Linked DNA regions of Mus musculus: region 1 is linked to region 2. Evidence: chromatin contacts called from public promoter capture Hi-C data. All regions are on one chromosome and are shown on one strand. The core of a region is the stretch at or near the end of the contact, and the rest is flanking DNA. Distances in the headings are between cores, read along the strand shown.

Region 1 (4,364 bases), core at 1,353-3,852, 110 kb after region 2:
GAGGAGGAGGAATTGGAGGAAGAGGAGGAGAAGGAGAAGGAGGAGAAAAGGAGGAGGAAGAAGAATAAGAAGAGGAGGAGGAGGAGGAGAAGTTAATTAAAGGTAAATTACCTCTCACACTTAAAGGCTCTTGTGCTGTTCAGCAGTTAGAATCTCTAAGAATTGTCGTCACTGCAACAGAAGCATCCGGCTGTAGGAACAGGGGCTGGGTATAAAGGAAAGGGCCAGGGCCAGGAGCAGACCAGCGACCCACCTGGGAAATTCAAGGAGGCAGTCAGAGCTCCAGATGAATATTGTGTTCAGTGGCCAATTCAAGTCTCCAAGGGGCACATCAGGCATTCAGGACAGTTAGTGGCACTCCCTGGGGTAGGACCAGGTGGCACTACCACACCGTACTCTTTTGGTTTTCCAGGTGGAGGCAAAGGTAGCCCTATGACAGTTGGGTCTCGTTTTAGAAGATGAAGTATGTGTTCTCTTGGTCAGTAAAGTGCAATGCTCTTGGTGTCCATTGGTAACATTGATACTATGTTTTAGTAACAATGCCATCTGGAGACAACCTTGAAAAGTCAATTTTTTGTTAATTAACCCAATTCTAAGGCCTGTTCTGTGAGCACTGCCCAGCCTCCTCAACCCCCTTTAATGGAAATTGCTTTTCCACAGGCTGATTTCTTCTCTAATTAAAAGCCTTCAGGACTACAGAAGTAGGGAGAACACTAGGGCCGTGTATCTGCAGGGCTTGTTGAGACTGACAGACAGAGGTCAAGGTTGAGTCTCTTGAGGTCACCATAGAAAACCCAAGGGCCTTGTTCTCCACCTGCCAGCTATTCTTTAATAAGTCTTCAGACATCACTTTAAAGAGTATTGAACTACTAGGCAGCTGCAGCTGTCCGTGTCTCGCAGAAGTTTTGTTCCTGTCATTGCTGTGTATATAAGCCCCTCACGCATGCTTTGGAGCCTGTCCCCAGAACCATACATTCCAAGAAATGTGTCTTCTGAATTCTTACTGCAAGGGCAAGGACCCTAAAGTACAGGTGCATGGGTAAGCTTTGAAGAGACTCTAAAAATGGGTCGGGAACACCCAAGTAGCTTTCGTTTTTCCTTCTTCCAGATTCCCCAGCATGCTCACAGTCAGATGACTCGTGTAGTCTTCCCTCTGTGGAGGATTCATTGAACAGGGTTTTTTTCCCTCAATATACACACAAAAAAAGACAAGTTTTAAAATTATAATTTAGGTTGTCCCAGAAAAAGAAGGGAAATATTTGAGAGGATTACAATAGTGTGTGTGTGTGTGTGTGTGTGTGTGTGTGTGTGTGTGTGTGTGTGTGTTGTCTGTTTAGGTGTGTCTCCTCTGAGAGATGAATCACGTGCTCTGTTTGTACCTTTCATGCCTTTGCTTACTTGCCTGCAATGACTTCGCCCAGAAAAGAGCCAGCCTGGAGATCTCTAGGCAACCCACCTGAGAAGAAGTCCCGGTTAACCTCACCAACCACCTCATTTGCAGGGGCACAGTCGTGGTGAAGGCTCTTGCTCACATGGAAGCCTTTTCTGCAGTTCTGGAAAGTTCTGATCCCTTCTTATCTCGAAGGACTAATCTGCTTCTTATCGCTAAGCTTTGGTAAACTGCATCTCACTGGGGGTCCCTGTGGGGATTCCGAGCTGTCATGCAGCCTTTATCTTTCCACCTACCCAGCAGCAGAGAGGAGAGCTCTAAATGTGACAGAATTACGAACCAAGAGTAAAGGATTCCCAAGGGCTGAATCCCTGTCTCCGAAGCACTAAGAACATCCTACACAAAATGTAAAACACAAATCTCAGGCTTTCCTGAAATTTCTCTCTCTCTCCACCTCTCTCTCTCTCTCTCTCTCTCTCTCTCTCTCTCTCTCTCTCTCTCTCTCTCTCTTTCTCCACCTCTCTCTCTCTCTCTCTCCCTCCCTCCCTCCCTCTCTTACTCTCTCCCCCCCCCCCCTCTCTCCGCTGAGAACAGGAAAATGATAGGTAAGTATCTAGCAACTGCTGCCAGATCTGGCCATCAGAGAAAATCAAATGGGAAAAGAAAATGAAAAGCAAAGCATAAAATACAGCTAAGGAAGGGAACACACACAGAGACACACAAACACACACACACAAACACACACAAACAAACACACACATGCACACACAAACACACATATGCACACTCATATGCATGCAAACACATACATACACACATGCACACACATATACACATATGTGCACACACATAAGCACACATGCACACACAAACACACATACATGCCCACCCACACACATACATACACAGGTACATACATATGCACACATGCACACATACACACATGCACACCCAAACATACATGCATGCACACACATCCATACACAGGTACATACATATATACACATACACAAACACACATACATGCACACATACATACACATATGCACATACAAACACACATGTGGGGGTGATGAGGAAAGAACAGGTTGCCACCCTTCCTGAGTCTTCTGAAACAGACATGTGATTGCTTTGGGGGCAGTTCTAGACAACACAGGAATTCCTGGAAGTTCAACTAAGGAGAGAACAATCCCATTTCCCCCCACGCCCCCAGAGTCATCCAACACTGGCTCTATTTCTAGGCATGCGTGTACACAGAGGCTCACAGATTATGCTGCTGACCCGTGGCAGCAACAGTTGTTCAGCTGACCAGAGCTCTAGTTTGTTTTCCCAGGTCTGATTTCTTTTCCAGCCACCCTGGAAAAGAATAACCGGATGATCGACACAAAAGCCTTTTCTATTGGGCTGGGCCAAGTGGTCCAGATCCCCCCCCCACCCCCACCCCCCATCAGCTTCTTTCATGTGCATCCTTCTTTCTGCCTTTCTGACGCCACAGCAAGTGAACAGCTCTCCTGAGCAGCCCTCGGACCCAGGAGACCTAGGTCTGCCACACGGGAGCAATGTTAGTCGCCTCAGTGCTCAGAGTGCCGTCAAGGCCAGGGACAGTGCTGTGAGTGAGGTGGGTCCTGGATACACACACACACACACACACACACACTGAGAGAGAGAGAGAGAGAGAGAGAGAGAGAGAGAGAGAGAGAGAGAGAGAGAGAGAGAGATACACACACCAGACTTCAGAATTCGTCATTTGAAAAAGGCAATAATATATATAATATTGCTGAGGCCTACCACACTGACATTTCTTCCACAACAGCGCGTATGATTATTCTCACCAAGGTCTAAATAAGGCCTGGAAGCCATCATGCACCCCCTCTGGTCAGACCCTGCAAGTCCTTTAACTCAGAGCAGGTTGGAACCTACCAAAGTGAAGAAGAAACGTGGGTTTTCAAGAGCTTTTGGGTTTTAGAACTGCAGAAAAGTGAACTGTAGGTTTGTAACAATGGCCATCTCACAAACATGCTGTTCCGGGCATGGTTCCACGTTTCCAGTAGACCATCCTCGGTCTACAGTGTACATCCTCGGCCTGACATATCATATACTGTATAATATATTTAACGTGAGAAATCTCAATCCTCAAGACAATCCCACAATGCATCACGGTTGTCCCATAGAGTGTCCAGTGAGCACACGGAGAAGAGACAACAGAACATAAAACCGGTTACTGACTAAGTGAAATGTAAACATACACGGGCTACACAGAGCCGGGAGGGTGGATACAGCTGGACACACATCTGCTAAGGTGGCCCGGGCACTTCCTCTAGACCTGCCTGTCTCTGTGGTCCTTTCCAGCATTGCTTCTGCACAGCCTCAGAGTTTGCAGATAGAACACTAAGGTGTAGACTCCTTCCCAGGGACCCAGAGGCAGGAGAGGGACAGGTTCAGACCAAAATCATGGCTACAACAATCCCCTGGGGAGTTGGGACCAGGAACTGCAACCACTCTCTTTCAAGGTCCCTCCTTGGTCTGTAAAATGTGAATGTGGTCCGGGTGGGATTACAGAATAGCCACACAGAGCCTACATGTTTAAACACACCAGGAGGCCTAATTTGTAGGAGTTTTCTCTTTACATAAAACATGCTATACATGCGGACAGTGGTCTGCTGAGACACTCTGCAGCTGACATACAATGGAGTGTGACAAGAGTCATTTGGATACATGTATGTAATATATGTTTTTTCTCTTCTATAGTAAGGACCCAGATTTCTATTTGATAACTGGTATTCCTGTTAGCTGCTGTAGCTCTGCAGTATACACACATGAGCTTGCTCAGTGGGCGTGCATGCACACACACACACACACCCGTATGTATACACTCACATACATCCATACACACACATTAATCTCATTTATTTTTACATTACTTATTGGTTACCATTTGGATTATTAATACAAGCTGATGTGGCAAATAAAAAAA
Region 2 (4,603 bases), core at 1,636-4,135:
CCTATCCTTGGCCTATAAACACTTTTACTTTAGCAATTTATCTATCGATGGGGGCAGGTGGGGGTGGGCAAGCAAGTGGGGGAGGATGCTGAAGCTGTAACTGGGTAGCTCAGCACTTTTCTAACGCTCCTGAAAAAGGTACAGAGATGTAAAATATAGCATTATAAATCCAAACAAATACAGGGGGGAAGCAAATAATGAGCCACGACGTCCTGGAAAAGACTTGAATAGTGACATCCTGCCTAGGAAGAGGTTGAATAGTGCTCATGTCAACGGAGAAGTGGTCAGTGCGCATGTCAGTGGGAGAAGTGGTCCAAGAATAGCCGGATGGGGCTGGAGAGATGGCTTCTGAGTTCAGTTCCCAGCAACCACATGGTGGCTCATAACCACCTGTAATAGGGATCCAATGCCCTCTTCTGGTGTCTGGAGACAGCGACAATGCACTCACATGAAATAAATAAACCTTTTTGGGCAGAGAGTATGCTGCATAGTGAATATAACTCGATACCCCAGGTCTGGGGGACATAAGGCCAGAACAGAGAGTCTGGTTTTCCCCTGAAGAAATATACATAGTACTCCGGGTTGTGTACTTGGTACTATGGGTTTTATTCTTTCCAATAAGTTTACGCTTAAGAATGCTTTTAGCTTTATTTTATTTTTATTTTACATCTATGGGTGGTTTTGCTTGCATATATGTGCCTGTGCACCACTTGCATGTAGTGCCCATGGAGGCCAGGAGAAGGCATTGGACCCTCTGGATCTGGTGTTACAGATGACGGTGGGTCACCATGTAGGCGCTGGGAACCGAACCAGGTCCTCTGGAAGAGCAAAAAGTGCTCTTAACCTCTGAGCCATCTCTCCAGCCCCCGAACATACACTTTTTACATTAAGCTTGCTAGGAAAAAGATGAGCCTTTTTCACAATTGCTTCTTCAGATAATACACTGAGAACCTCACTTACTGATGTCATTTAACCTTTCTTCCACAGGGAACGCAAAACCTAGCCACAAGCAGAGAGCACAGAGGAGACACACATTGAACCCTGTTTGCTTTAGCAGTTAATGATTTAACCAGTAAACTCAGGTTCTCCAGCGATCCAGCCGGCTGCTCTCTAAGGCCCTGGCTCTGGTTGTGTGCACGTCCATTATCTAAGTGACCCCATGTGGTCATCTCCTTTATGCTACACGTGTGCGCCTGAACTTGAAGTTAGTTGTACTCAGGAGGGCTGGTTGGGGTCTGGTTTCTTATAGCTTTAGTTTTAAATCTTCAAAAGAACATGGGTTTTCCTTGTAAAAATGCTTCATATTAAAAAGAATAACCAGGGCTCTGCGTGACGGGGAATCTTTAGGGCTCAGATCCACTCTTTTCAAACAACCTCCCTAGGTAATTCCGATGTCTCTGCCACTGCCTCCTGCCCACTGGAATTAAGTCCTTAGTGAACACTTCTATCTGAGGGGACAACACTGCAGAGAGCCAAGAGTCTAGGAACGAATGTGTAAGTGTTCAGAGCTACCCTGCCCCGGGATGTGAGCCACTGAGAACGAACAAACCCAACTGGCCTCTCATCACTTCGGCCCCTTCTGGTTCCTTAGAGATGTGGGGGGCAGGCAGGGAAGACAGCTATGTTTGAGCCGAGAAGGGAGCTGGGAAAGTGGGGCCCTGTTTTTGAGCCTGGCCACCATTGCCTAATCCTGATCAATGGGAATCTATACCCGACAGCTTCCCTTCTCCCTCCAGTTTTGATTCCAACTAGTTTGCCATCAGTGAGCCAGGTAAGCGGTATTTCCAGAACAACTACTCATGAGATCACCTGGGGCCTCTAACCCTCCTTGCCCCACCCGAGACAGTGAATCAGAATTTCTAGGAGGTTCCGTGTCCTGGGCTGGAGCCCAGGCTGTAATATTATACACAGGGAAGTCTGAGAAGCATCTGTTCAGGTCGAGCTCATTGTGAAGAACGGAACCAGGGCTGACTGAGTGACATAATTTCCCCAAGGTCTGATTAACTATGGCTCGGGGGCCCAGAACGTGGTGAGCTCATTCTTTGCTCACAGACCAATACTGCCTGCTATGTTTAATCATCAGAGTCCAAGTATCTGCGAAGTTTCTGATTCACCGTGAGGCAGCTGTGGGTACGTGACTAACAAAGTCTGAGTTCCGGATGCAGGTCAGAACGTGCCACCCACCGGCTTAGAGGATGACAGACAGGGTGACCTGTCTGATTTGACCGGCCCCTCGGTTTCTTTCACTTTCAGTATCAGAATGAGGGGAAAGGCCTGACTGATTACCCTTGAGAAAGAAAGCAACAAGAAGGCAGGAGCGCAGGCTGATTCAACCACCTCACCGTTGTTTCCTCAGCTCCTGTTAGCACTTTGAGCCAAACAGCTCTGGTCCTGGCAACTGCCAGCCTCTTGTGGTCGTGGTCGGGAGAGAAAGGATGGCAAGCCCTGCTACAGACGCTCCGCTTGTAGACCAGAATCAGCTTTTCTAACTGAGAAACAAGGAGGAGAAGCACTCTGCTCCGCCCCACCCTCCCAGGACCCAGCTTGGAAAGCTCAGAGCAAGCTTTGACTCAGGGAAAGCTCGAGCTGGTTATAATTGCCTCTAATTGGCCCTCCCACACCATCGCACAGTTTACAGCTGTAATGAGTTCCAAAAAGGGATGCCATATATTCTCCTCCTACCTTAAAAACCAGAATCCTTTCCTGCCTAGGTTCTTCACATAACTGCTTGGATTTTTCCTAATACATCAAAAGATATTAAAAGCAAGATCAGTGAATGAATGAAAAGCAAACATGTAAATGTGTTTTCAAAGAGAGAGCCCTGAACCCTGTGACCTCAGGGGCAACGCTGTGGGCCTCATATTGCTAACGGAGACCAAGGACAGCGAACGAGAAACCGATTGCATTCCAGGGCACACGGCCCTCAGAACACATGCATCTCTTCGGACATCTCCCATGTTCTGATTTTTATCTTTCTTGGCATGCTCGGGCTCTCTTTTAATAAAGTCACAACCTCTGTTGCCATGGAACCCAATCAGACATGAAGCCTGTTACTAGGACTTCCCTGCAGGGCAAGAAAAAAAAAACAAAAAAAACAAAAAACAAACAAAAAAAAAACCCAAAAGACTCCAGTGACAAAAAGACCAACATTTTCTTAAAAATCAAAAACCAAAAAAACCCAAAAATCAAAAATCAAAGCAATGAGCCTTTGGAAAGCGTCTGACACCTTTGTGTCGACTAACACTTAAGTTTCACATAGGATAGTTTGAACTCTTAAGCCAAAGCGTGTCAACATTTTATTCACACAAAAAAAAATTAAGCTGGGACTTTACAAAGATATTTGTTTCCAAATAAATACCTGGCAAAGAGGATAAAACTACAGGATTCTCCCATTTTCCCCGCTTTTAGGTGAGCTTGCTCAAGACTGAATAGCTGTTTGGCAAACACGTGTCAGTCAGCAGCTACCAAATTGCAGTATCCATTTCTACCAGCACTAAGGTTTTTTTTTGCCAAGAGCTCGTTATTTCTCTGCAAAGAGAAGATATCTAAACAACACAATGAATCCTCTGCTCTGCCATTATCTGGGAAAAAAAATATATCTGATGCTAACAACAAAGCTATATATGGAAAGGGAGTTAACGTCAGCTGAGTGTCTGTCCTGAGCCCGGCACTTCGCATCTCACCGTGTGACTGACGGAGTTACTACCACCAAGGTTCCGACAGCCTTGAGTAGCTTGATCAAGCTGCCACGCGACAACTGTGCCTGACTCCCAAAGCTAGAGTTATTCATTCATTCTGCCTAGCTTTTATTCTGGCTCTGGGTGCCAAGCATTTGTTCAGCCACTTGTTCTTGATGAGGGAATTCACAGCTTTGGGCAGCCTGTCTCAGAAGAGGGCATGGATTCTATTTTGGCTTCCAGCTGGCTACAGTGGTAAGATGTTCATATTCTACTATCATACTCACGAAGCAGCAGCTACCCCATGGGAGAACCATGAGTGAATGTCCTGTCCGTTTGCCTAGGATGACACAGGATGTGCATCTGTACTGGACTGTTAATTAAGTTAAGGATATTTTACCTAGTAGCGTGTATAGGGACAACTTTCATGGAAAGAAAAATTTTCTCAGCACAAAATTGCCATGAGATACTACTCAGCAGACAGAAAGAGACAGGGAGCGGTGGGGAGGAGATGGGACACCTACAACCTACGTACACTGGCAGGGATGCTCATGACCAACCACTGGAAAACCCTGACATTCCTCAAAGGGTTAACATAGCATCCCTGTGACACCTAGCAATTCTGCTCATAGTTGTCCCACACGAATACCCAACTTGTAAGACCACCTAACCCTAAGTGGGCTGCCTTGCCTTTTGGAATCTCCATAAAAGCTGGACTTGAACGCAGACCCAAAGTCTAAGCTGCATCCATCCCTCTTCCTCCTCCTCCTCCTCCTCCTCCTCCTCCTCCTCCTCCCTCTCAAGGATCCAAGATTATTTAAGTTTTTTGTTTTTACATTTGTTGATTTGTGTGTGTGCGTGCATATATATGTGTGCACATGTGGGTATGTTCTGCACAGCACCTATGTGGAGGTCCCAGGACAATT

Evidence for each region. Capture Hi-C pulls out chosen DNA fragments and counts their contacts.
Region 1: a promoter capture Hi-C map of adipose tissue shows a contact between it and region 2. The contact joins two enhancer-like sites. A contact is called at or near these places in 3 of 484 Hi-C or Micro-C datasets (CD4 T cells, bone marrow-derived macrophages and cortical glia), 6 of 115 datasets of contacts at active chromatin or transcription factors (bone marrow-derived macrophages, cardiomyocytes, embryonic stem cells and 3 more) and 3 of 9 other capture datasets (adipose tissue, liver and pancreatic islet).

The regions. Positions count from the first base shown.
Region 1 is chr10:94,431,364-94,435,727 of GRCm38.p6, reverse strand. It overlaps a transcript of Tmcc3 not described here. Among named protein-coding and RNA genes, the nearest start is that of Gm32827, 7.1 kb to the right of the region's middle. Within about 2 kb of position 2,602, at least 12 of the 459 cell types and tissues checked have an H3K27ac peak or open chromatin away from gene starts, as enhancers often do. A contact at or near this core is called in adipose tissue, where this site is marked.
Region 2 is chr10:94,543,308-94,547,910 of GRCm38.p6, reverse strand. All of the region lies in intron 1 of Tmcc3 (transmembrane and coiled coil domains 3), which reads right to left. Among named protein-coding and RNA genes, the nearest start is that of Gm40743, 31 kb to the right of the region's middle. Within about 2 kb of position 2,885, at least 300 of the 459 cell types and tissues checked have an H3K27ac peak or open chromatin away from gene starts, as enhancers often do. A contact at or near this core is called in adipose tissue, where this site is marked.